Regions from separate parts of the Mus musculus genome. Here region 2 is linked to region 1. The links are chromatin contacts, called in public Hi-C maps. All regions are on one chromosome and are shown on one strand. Each heading gives the region's core, a stretch centred on a gene start, on an enhancer-like site or on the middle of the called end of the contact. The rest is flanking DNA. Distances are from core to core; before and after follow the strand shown. Region 1 overlaps Fancc (Fanconi anemia, complementation group C). Region 2 overlaps Ptch1 (patched 1).

Evidence for each region. A called contact is a pair of places that touch in the nucleus more often than the background predicts.
Region 2: a contact with region 1 is called in a Hi-C map of forebrain, with 4 times the contacts expected there. The contact joins two enhancer-like sites. A contact is called at or near these places in 1 of 484 Hi-C or Micro-C datasets (forebrain), 1 of 115 datasets of contacts at active chromatin or transcription factors (astrocytes) and 2 of 9 other capture datasets (adipose tissue and liver).

Annotation. Positions count from the first base shown.
Region 1 is chr13:63,333,876-63,338,544 of GRCm38.p6, reverse strand. The region is part of intron 8 of Fancc (Fanconi anemia, complementation group C); the gene reads left to right. Among named protein-coding and RNA genes, the nearest start is that of Mir3074-1, 35 kb to the right of the region's middle. Within about 2 kb of position 2,589, at least 52 of the 459 cell types and tissues checked have an H3K27ac peak or open chromatin away from gene starts, as enhancers often do. A contact at or near this core is called in forebrain, where this site is marked.
Region 2 is chr13:63,542,631-63,547,299 of GRCm38.p6, reverse strand. It overlaps Ptch1 (patched 1), which reads left to right. Exons shown (of 24, transcript NM_008957.3): 4 at 1,994-2,063; 5 at 2,173-2,264; 6 at 3,612-3,810; 7 at 4,095-4,216. Among named protein-coding and RNA genes, the nearest start is that of Ptch1, 21 kb to the left of the region's middle. Within about 2 kb of position 2,244, at least 10 of the 459 cell types and tissues checked have an H3K27ac peak or open chromatin away from gene starts, as enhancers often do. A contact at or near this core is called in forebrain, where this site is marked.

The DNA of each region.
Region 1 (4,669 bases), core at 1,340-3,839:
GCCTCTTGGACCCTGGGGTGCCTAGTGGAGGCAAGCTCCCATAGTAGTGCAGGGTAACGATGTCTCCACTCAGTGCCAGGAAAATGGGAGAGCATGTATCTGCCCTGGTCATTGGCTAGGCTCAGGAAGGTGCTGAGGCTGCCTGGCTGCCTGCAACATGACATCTTCTTTTTCAGATTGAGAACTGTAAAGGCACCACTTGCTTGAACCCCCCCTTCCCCTTTCTCCCTCCCTCCCTCCCTCCCTCCCTCCCTCCCTCCCTCCCTCCCTCCCTCTCTCTTTCTCTCCCTCCCTCCCTCTCCCCTTCTCCCTCTCTCTCCCTCCCTCGAATATGTATGTGCATTTGTATGCATGATTGCTACTTCTTACCATTTCCAAAAGCATTATATAGATTATTAAGGCTAAAAATAACAGTGCAACTTTCTTAATAGACTCTGTAGATCATTTAGAAGCCCCTGGACAGCCCCTTCCAGATTTAAGGTAGTAAATTACCTTGTCTTGTAAATGTCTCTATTTCTAAATTAAGTGTGCACACTGTGATGGGAGTTACTTTATCTCTGGTCTGTTTTGCTTTCAGTGCCAAATGAAGACACTGGGTTCTTTCCTCCCAGGTTGCTTGTCCTTTTCGTCATCATCCTTTCCCTCAGTGGAAAGCTCCCCGGTCCCATGGACTGCCTGACTGTCTGTTAGTGTTACTGCTTCTTCTCTGATGCTTGTCTGCATCTGTTAGCTGAAGCTTTCAGCCTAAGTCATCCTTCAGAGAACATAGGAAGGTGCCCCTCCCACAGACACTGTATTATGGGGACCTCAGTCTGGGTTGGGAGTTGGCTGTCACTTCCTTGTCACGCAGCTTAGAAGCAGTTTATCAGGATCATGTGTGGGAGCTTCAGAGCTTTTATTATGGTTGAGGGAGGGATTTAAGGGGGTGTTATTTGGTCTAATTTATTGTGGCATTGCCAGGATGTGACCTCTCTATGCCGTGAGGTTCATGGAGATAATTACAATACAGACAACAAGCTGGAAGCCCCTGATTGGCTTAGGCAGTTCTCCTCTGCCATCCTGAGCCCAGAGAGCCTGCGAGCCCAGCAGGGTAGAATAAGCCGTGACCTGGTTGAGTGATTACAGGGGTAACCTGAAGAACCTGCTTCCTAATTGCATCATCTGATTCATTTATCGCAGCGCAGCATCTTCCAGCATTGACAGGGCCATGTGCAGTATCAGATCTTTAAGACCCAGCTAGACTGCTGCACTTTGCTGCCTAGGAAACCTGATGCCAATTGCATTAGTGCTGGATTCTGACAGTAATTAAAGTGTGATGGTCTACATAACTTGTGTTTTGTGTGGAGCACTGTTAATTATATTCCCATCTCTTGGGACTATCCAGAATGAGTTCTGGAAATTCTATAGTTACCCAAATATAGCAAAAACAAAAGATAAAAGAGTTGTACAAAGTGTAATGATCTCCCTGAATGTCCTTCTGCCTTTTAGAGACATCAGAGGTCTGGCAGTTTCCGTTAAGGCAATGAATGAATAAGATAAGAGACTAGTCACCTTAATTCCAAACAAGATGTGTGTGCAGGCACATGTGTGAGCCTGTGAAATAAAAATACATTCTCAAACCGGTTTGTGTTTAAGGTTCAATCTTTGGCTTCTCTACCTTAGATTGTCCCCAATATCATGGCTGCCTGCCACAGTTGGTGGCCCCAAATAGATCAGGGTATTAACCCCAGTTTGTCATTTACTATGCAGACTAAAAGTTCCAAAACAGACGGTCTTGTGTTTCCTTTGAGAGAGCAGTCACCAGGACACCATAATCCTTAACCTTAGACCTGACCTTAAAAATTGACGTCAGGAGAAGTATTGAAAGCCACTTGCTAATTATGCCTCCCTTTTGGCACTGTGCTCTGTGCCCAGGCTGAGCTTGTATCAAGGAGGCTGTTTTCTCGTTACAGCTCTGTGTGTGGAGCCCAGAAGGCTATTGTTTGGGTTCCCTATTTGAGTGAAAAGGGCCAGCTGGGTGGTGGGGTGGCCTGCGCTTGGCTGCTACACTGTGCTACGTGCCAGAGCCAGGAGCACCCTGGTTCCCATGCCCTCCCTTGCACTCCTTCACGGGCTGATCCGCCTGCTGGCAGCCACCGCAGTTGGGCCTGGGAGAGCTACCCCAAAGAGTAGTTGCATGGGAGGCAGGAGGCAGGGTCTTAAGTCAGAGACTGTTACCTGGAAGAGTTGGTAGCTCAGTAAAAAGTGTCTTTGTCTATGCCAGCCTCAGACAGCTCAGTGTGTTCCTCCTGTTGGCCAGGAAGTGTCCTCATTCTTAAGAGGGCAGTCACCGCAGCTTCACAAGGAGAAACTTCCCTGAAAAATCCCATTGCTAAAATACAGCCAAAGAATTACTCCTGTCCTCAACATTGTTGGATTTGTTTCTCTAATGTTTTAGCATTTTCTTTCCCCGCATTTTCATTAGTGTACTTCTTGCCTGAACTCTAATGTGGTACATGCAGTTAAACCAGAGCTGGAGTGGATGGCTTAGTCTTGGTTAACTAGACAAGTGTGGTGGGGCTTTGGTCTGGACTGCACTTTCCAGTGTTAACCTCAGGGGGGCACCAGACACTCCAGCATTATCTCCAATGAAAACCCAGGGCGCAGGGTAATCTTCACTCATGGGGTTCCAGGCTTTGTAGCTCCTGGGAGATGAATGGGAGAAGGATCACAGACAGACCACAAGAAATAGTGGACCATGGCAGTTCTTCCTATTCAGAGGCCAGGTTGAGGAGCAGTGAGACCCAAGAAACTGCTTTTGAGCATAGACATACGGAGACTAGACCTGGAGGTATTTGTCCAGTGTGCAAAGCTGGACATCCTGTAACTTACACCCCCCACTCCTCTGCTTGACACTGAGACCTCATGTAAACTTACAACATAAGAGGACATTTGGTACTTGTTAAGGTTTTTAAGCCCAAGAATGACAGATTTATCACTAATTAAACAATAATTGCATTATGGGGTACTGAAAAAAATTGCTTGTAGTATAAACAACATCTGGTAAAGATTAAAAAGAAAGCTCAAATTTGTTGTAAGAAACCTGAATCTTTTAAAACAAAATAGATTCTAAAACGTGAAAGGGTTGTTTAGTTTTATGTTTAACGTTTTAAAAATAGAAAAGAAAATGCCATAAGGAAAGTATGTATTTATAAAAATAGTCATTTTTATAATTACATTATAGATGTGAATGGCTTTTTTTATATATATATAAGTAGATTTTTTTCTAAAGCCAAATCACTTTTTTAACTCAAAGGAGTTCACCATGAAGGCTATGTGGCTCTTCATTCAGAAGAGGCCTTTCTTTGGTTTTGTTTGGATTTGTATGTATTTGTGGCTCTGTAGTGACTGTAGTTGCCTTTTAACTCATATCTGTGGACAAAGAGGGCCGTCTCTTGCCAGAAGAGTAGGGTGAGCTGGCTCCATGGGAGATGGGCCGATGCTCTGGTGGGCAAACTGGAGGGAAAACTTCTCTGCTGATTTTCTCAAATGACCATTTTCTGAGTAAACATCAAACAACCTTAAACTCAGCCTAGAAAGGGGAATCTGTCCCGGACTTGAGCGGTCACTCGAGAATCTGTTGTTTCCTTCTTGGTTCTCTGACCTAGAAGACCTGGGGGCTTTATTCTTCCTAACCCTCCGTTGTCTTTTTAGGAGAGGCATTCACTTTTCTCTGATAATCACCTTATGAATACCTTTTCTAGTTCTCTCCCCCATCTCTCTGTCCCCTCCCCCCTGTCAAACACATGTACACACCCGGGGAGGGGGGGGGGGAGGGAGAGAGAAAGGGAGAGAGTCTGAAAACAATTGATAGAAAAAGTGTGCCATCTCCCTGAGAAATGTGCTGTGTGTTCTCAGCCTCTTTGGAGTGGCAGGTGGTTTATAGTAATCTCTGGTCCCCTGGGATGAAAGGAGCAGGCTAGAAAGCTTCATGGGTGAACTAGAGAGTCAACAGTTCTCTCCGCCACCCTCACCTCTCTTCTCGATACTCTGTACTGTCCGTGTTGACTCATCTTCCTGAGTTTTGTTGAAGGATGGAAATAGGCCATCCCGGGCAGAGGGGAACCAGAGGAAAGTGTCTTATCAGATAACATTCTGGTAAGGTAAGGAGGCCACAGGTTGTTGTGGGCATCATCATCATCTGTTTATCCTCCAAGGCTTATTGAAAGTCAGGGGTGAGGGTGGACAAGAAAGGGAGATAGAAGTGCTCCTGGCATCTCTTGGTGACATGGTTTCCCTGGAGTGAAGGAATCTCTCCATGAAGATTGTTAGGCCAGATGGAGGAGAGTTTGAGAAGGAACAGATTTTGGTGGGATGGAGAAAAACAGATGAGCAGATGGAACCTGAGACAGCTCCCCCCACCCATTTTGGTAGGCAATATAATGACAACAGATACTCTGTTTCAGAGCATGGCTGTAGAGCCCTAGAATGCAGAGGAACCTATGGTGTCCCACCTGGGCAGTGAAACACTGTGCAGAGGGCTTAAACATTCGCCTCCTCCTTGAAAGGATTCTGTAAGAGGTGGGATTTGGCTTCCAGAGAACCATGCAGTAAAGCTTTAATTCTGATGAGAAAATCAGCTTTAACTGTGTCATAGGGACTTGTGAATACTTCGGTCTTTATGAAACAA
Region 2 (4,669 bases), core at 995-3,494, 210 kb before region 1:
GACTTCTTACCTGGGCTATATCTCATTTGCTTAAGTTTTTTTCCCCCTAAATTGAATATATTGTTAACTTGGTAAATTATCTCTTACTGAACCTTTCTTTGGAGCAGTTATGTTTTGCATAGCCTCAGTCGACAATGGGTAGGGCGAAGAGGTGGATGAGAGGGACGATAAAGGGAAGAATTCAATTGGTCACAAAGCAAATGGAGGGGTGAGCATTGAGTCTCTCCCGGATGTCTGAGTGAGGTAGATTGATAATAAGAGAGTTTTAAAACAAAATTAACATCTTTTTTTTTCTTAAATACATCTATACTGTCTATTATTTTAAAATAGGAGCCATACATATACCTGGCCCATTGTTGAGTAGGGCAAGGTCAGATATTTGTAGAAAAGGGGATTGGGAAATATGGGACGTGTTCAGGAATTGGTCTCCTCCTATCAGGAGTGTTCAGTGTAGAGTAACTGTCTGGTCTAGATGGGAAAGTTTGCAGTCAGAGGCCCTGTGGAGAACCTGGTCTCCCAGGGTTATTCCACACACATATGCTAAGACCTGCCTATTCTGAAGCACTTGTCTGCCATATGCTTCAGGACAAGATTTAAGGTTCTGTGAAGTTAACTAAGATGGACTCAGAGTTATGCATAGGAGAGAACCCTTGTCTAGTGAGCACTTGCATATTTTAGGTGAAAAAAAAAATGAAAACGAGAATAAATGGAGTGTTTGTCCAAGGTCAAAGATCAAGCCGGGTTTCAAATGCTGTTTTCTGGATTCATGTCCAATGAACAATCAGTGGGCATCTTTCTCAAACAAATGCAGAGATTCAGCTGGTCAGGTGGTGCTGAAGACCCACTTATATTGGGGTGTGTGTATGTGTGTGTGTGTGTGTGTGTGTGTGTGTGCACATGCGAAACACATAGAACACTTACCTGATCGATGGGTTGATAAGTGTCGGAGGGGAGAGATAGGCGGATGAATGAATGAATGATACCAGGGAGAGAAATACAGTCAGTACAGGTAGAAACAGACAAAGCCAGGCATGAACAGGGCCCACCCTTCATACACCAGGTACCAGGTAAGACTGGAGCCAGGACTCTACATAAGGGTTGTTTTCACCAGCATTAGGCAAAGAAAACTTTTGATTAGCAGGAAGGTAGAGGTTTGAAAGGGCACTAAGAGAAAGATGGAAAAGTCCTAGAAGAAAGTGTAGGGAAGAAGATGCAAAGTATCAAAAATGCCCTTGGGAGAAGGCAGGTCCCCCTGAGGAGACCAATAAAATATAACTGGTGGGGGGAGGGGGTAATTTTTATTTTCATTCCTTCGATTTCCTGTCTTTACTCTTTCCAAATATCCTTTTATTTTTGAGTAAAGCGTCTTTCCCTAAACACGTTGAGAAAGCCATGAGTTTGCAGAACACTCTCTGAGAGATACTAAAACCAAATTAATTCGTGGTCCATGCATTTAATGTCCTGTCTACCTGGTGGAGGTTGTTTATAACATTAAGAGCAGGAAAGTTTGTTTCAAACGTGACCAAAAATAACATAAGCTAGTAAAAAAGAGAAAAAGGCAAGCCAGTAATACTCTCCCACCTGAGTCTATCCCAGCACACGCCACACTAGCCCAAGCTCCGCCTATTTTGAATTTGTGATAATTCCACTGGATTGTTGCAGGTTGTTTAATGTGTGTGGAAAAGCAGATTAATGGTGTAAACAAGATTATTGGTAGAACACTTAAGGAAACAAGACTTCAAGTACTTCGGTAGCATTCATTTACATAAACACCCCACATCTTAATTACGATCCAGTGTTATCTATTCATTAAAGCGGGGCTTGCCGGCTTTCTCCTTGGCAAAAGCTCTGCTGGTTTTGACAGATGCTTCAGCGTGATCGAAATTACAGCCTTTTGCTAAGTCCTGTTGTTCCTGTTTTAAGCTCATTTCCTTGCAGTAAGAAGCATTTTTGTTTTAGTTTTTTTATTTCTCTTCACTTTCCATCCCAATAGGCAATGGAAGTTGGAACATTTGTGCTACAAATCAGGGGAACTTATCACGGAGACAGGTTACATGGATCAGGTACATTCTTTTCTTGTTTGCAGAGAGGGGAAAGTGTTCAAAATTTCTGGAAACAACCCGAGCAGCGAGTGTGAGCCTAAAGCACCCCTATTGTTTTTTGCTTTGACAGATAATAGAATACCTTTACCCTTGCTTAATCATTACACCTTTGGACTGCTTCTGGGAAGGGGCAAAGCTACAGTCCGGGACAGCATACCTCCTGTAAGTGCACCCTCAGTGTCCAGCCGCTGGACTCAGTGACAGTTTCCGGTGTGGCTTATCATTGTTTATTCTGTTTCAGTTTTGGACAAGAAATAAAAACATTGAAATTCCATGCGCATTTTTTTGAGTGAATGGTGGGGGGGGAGGGGATTTCAGCAGAATGTTTTTTTCCTCTTTTCAGAAACAGTTCTGTAGGCATCATTAGATTTCATTCACTTTTACCAACCTATTTATATGCAAATAAAATGCAAATCATTGCACAGTCTGTACAATTTTTTAAAAACTCTTTATAAAATGCTCGTAGTTATGCAGACCAACACTCAGACATTTAAGAAGATAATTTATTACTGGGTTCTTGTCACAAGGAAATACTTCAGCTAAGGTTCAAGATATTCCTGCAGAGAAAAATATGGACCCTACTTTGGATCATGGTAATGATGTTTAAGCGGGGAAATGCGCTGTCTATAAAGGCCGTGATAAGGGATGCTTCGTAGCTCAGCAGTTAGGAATTGCATACACCACACCATTTAAAGAATGATGGTTACTCGGTGTAGACTTTCTTCAGCTAATTATGCGAGAGTTAGTGCTTGGGTTATTGTTTCCGTCCTGGCCCGCACATATCTGCAAAAGCAATTTGCAGTGGCCATCCCCTGACCTTCAGTGTACAGTTTTAGATGGGAAATAAGGGGTTTTGTGTTTTCTGGTTGGGAGACTCTGAATAATGACTTCAGCCTGGTTAAGCAGCTACAGTACGGTTTGAACCACATAACAGGCAGCCAAAAGCCTTTCTGGTCTGTCAACAGCCCAGTTTCCAAAGTGAGTGGGGGGTTAGGAGTGGCTGTAATAGTGGTGATGGTAGAGTCCCGGGGGGGGGGGGGCGCTTGCCCACCCCACTGGCAACCTGTGAGAGGGACCTCGTAAGAATGATTGTTAAAGTTAGCAGATCAAATACTTGGATTGGTCACATTTAAAAAGCAGTTTTTAAGCAGGCAGGTAATATTGTAATTCATTCTTTCGGTTTTTCACTTTGGAGCTCAGAAGAACCCATCCCTCCCCCCACCAGCTAATTTTTTTTAAAGGTATCAAATACTATATCAGGGGATTAAGATTGTCTGTTGGTTCCCTTAATTTGCAAACCCTGCTTGCCATCCTCAGCCATGGATTCTTTTCCTGACTTAAGTTTGCCAGTGGCTTTACTGGGAAAGAACTTTTATATTTTCTCCTTTCCTTTATACTCAGGCCCCAGAGTTTTGCTTTAATAAGCCTGTGTTGTGCAAATGCAGCCATGTGCCCTCCTGCCTGTCTGAGCCACATTTTTCATGGCCTCACCTCTAATTTCTTTCGCAGAGGTAAGCCTCCTTTACGGTGGACAAACTTTGACCCCTTGGAATTCCTAGAAGAGTTAAAGAAAATAAACTACCAAGTGGACAGCTGGGAGGAAATGCTGAATAAAGCCGAAGTTGGCCATGGGTACATGGACCGGCCTTGCCTCAACCCAGCCGACCCAGATTGCCCTGCCACAGCCCCTAACAAAAATTCAACCAAAGTGAGTTTCGGGGGGGGTGCTTTTCTGTTTTCACTTACAGTTCTCTCTATGATTTTCATCCTGAAGATTTCGTTTGGCAGTGACTTTTGTTCCTTTTTAATTTGGTGTATGGAACTAAGGTTGTTCACAGAGCTGAGTTTTGCTGTAAGATTTAGCATAACCCTCATTAGTCTTGCTATTAATGTTTTCTCTGAAACAAACAAGCCCTTAACGCACTGGATCTTAACGAGGCATGTGACCTGCCTACTAATTCCCATAATTATGTGACTGTCTTTTCATTACAGCCTCTTGATGTGGCCCTTGTTTTGAATGGTGGATGTCAAGGTTTATCCAGGAAGTATATGCATTGGCAGGAGGAGTTGATTGTGGGTGGTACCGTCAAGAATGCCACTGGAAAACTTGTCAGGTAATCCAGCAGAGTACCCCCCACTCTAGCCTGTGCCCCTTTTCTTGTACACAGGCCTTTGGACTCATGTAAATCTTAGCTAGCTGTCCAGTTCATTGAACCTTGGGGAACATTAGCACACCAGACCAGCTTGCAAAGAGATCTTGTGGGCAAGGTTTTCTAGAATGGATTTGTAGTTTTCATCAGAGCAGTAGCTGTTGATTTCAAGGTTTTGGAAGGTCTGCCCTTACATAGACTAATGGGATAAGAAAATCCAGTATTAGTGTACAATGAGTTGAGGGGTAGGAGCTGATCTGTGTCACGCACTGTTAAGAGTCAAAGACCAGGAACAGCAAGCAAGGCAAGAGTTGGCCTCTGTGCAGCCAGGATTCCAGTCAGTCAAGTGTCAGGTGTTTCGTCTGAGGTTTCTCCCTCGGGACACTGTCTCTGGGATTTCTGCACACAGAGAGTGTG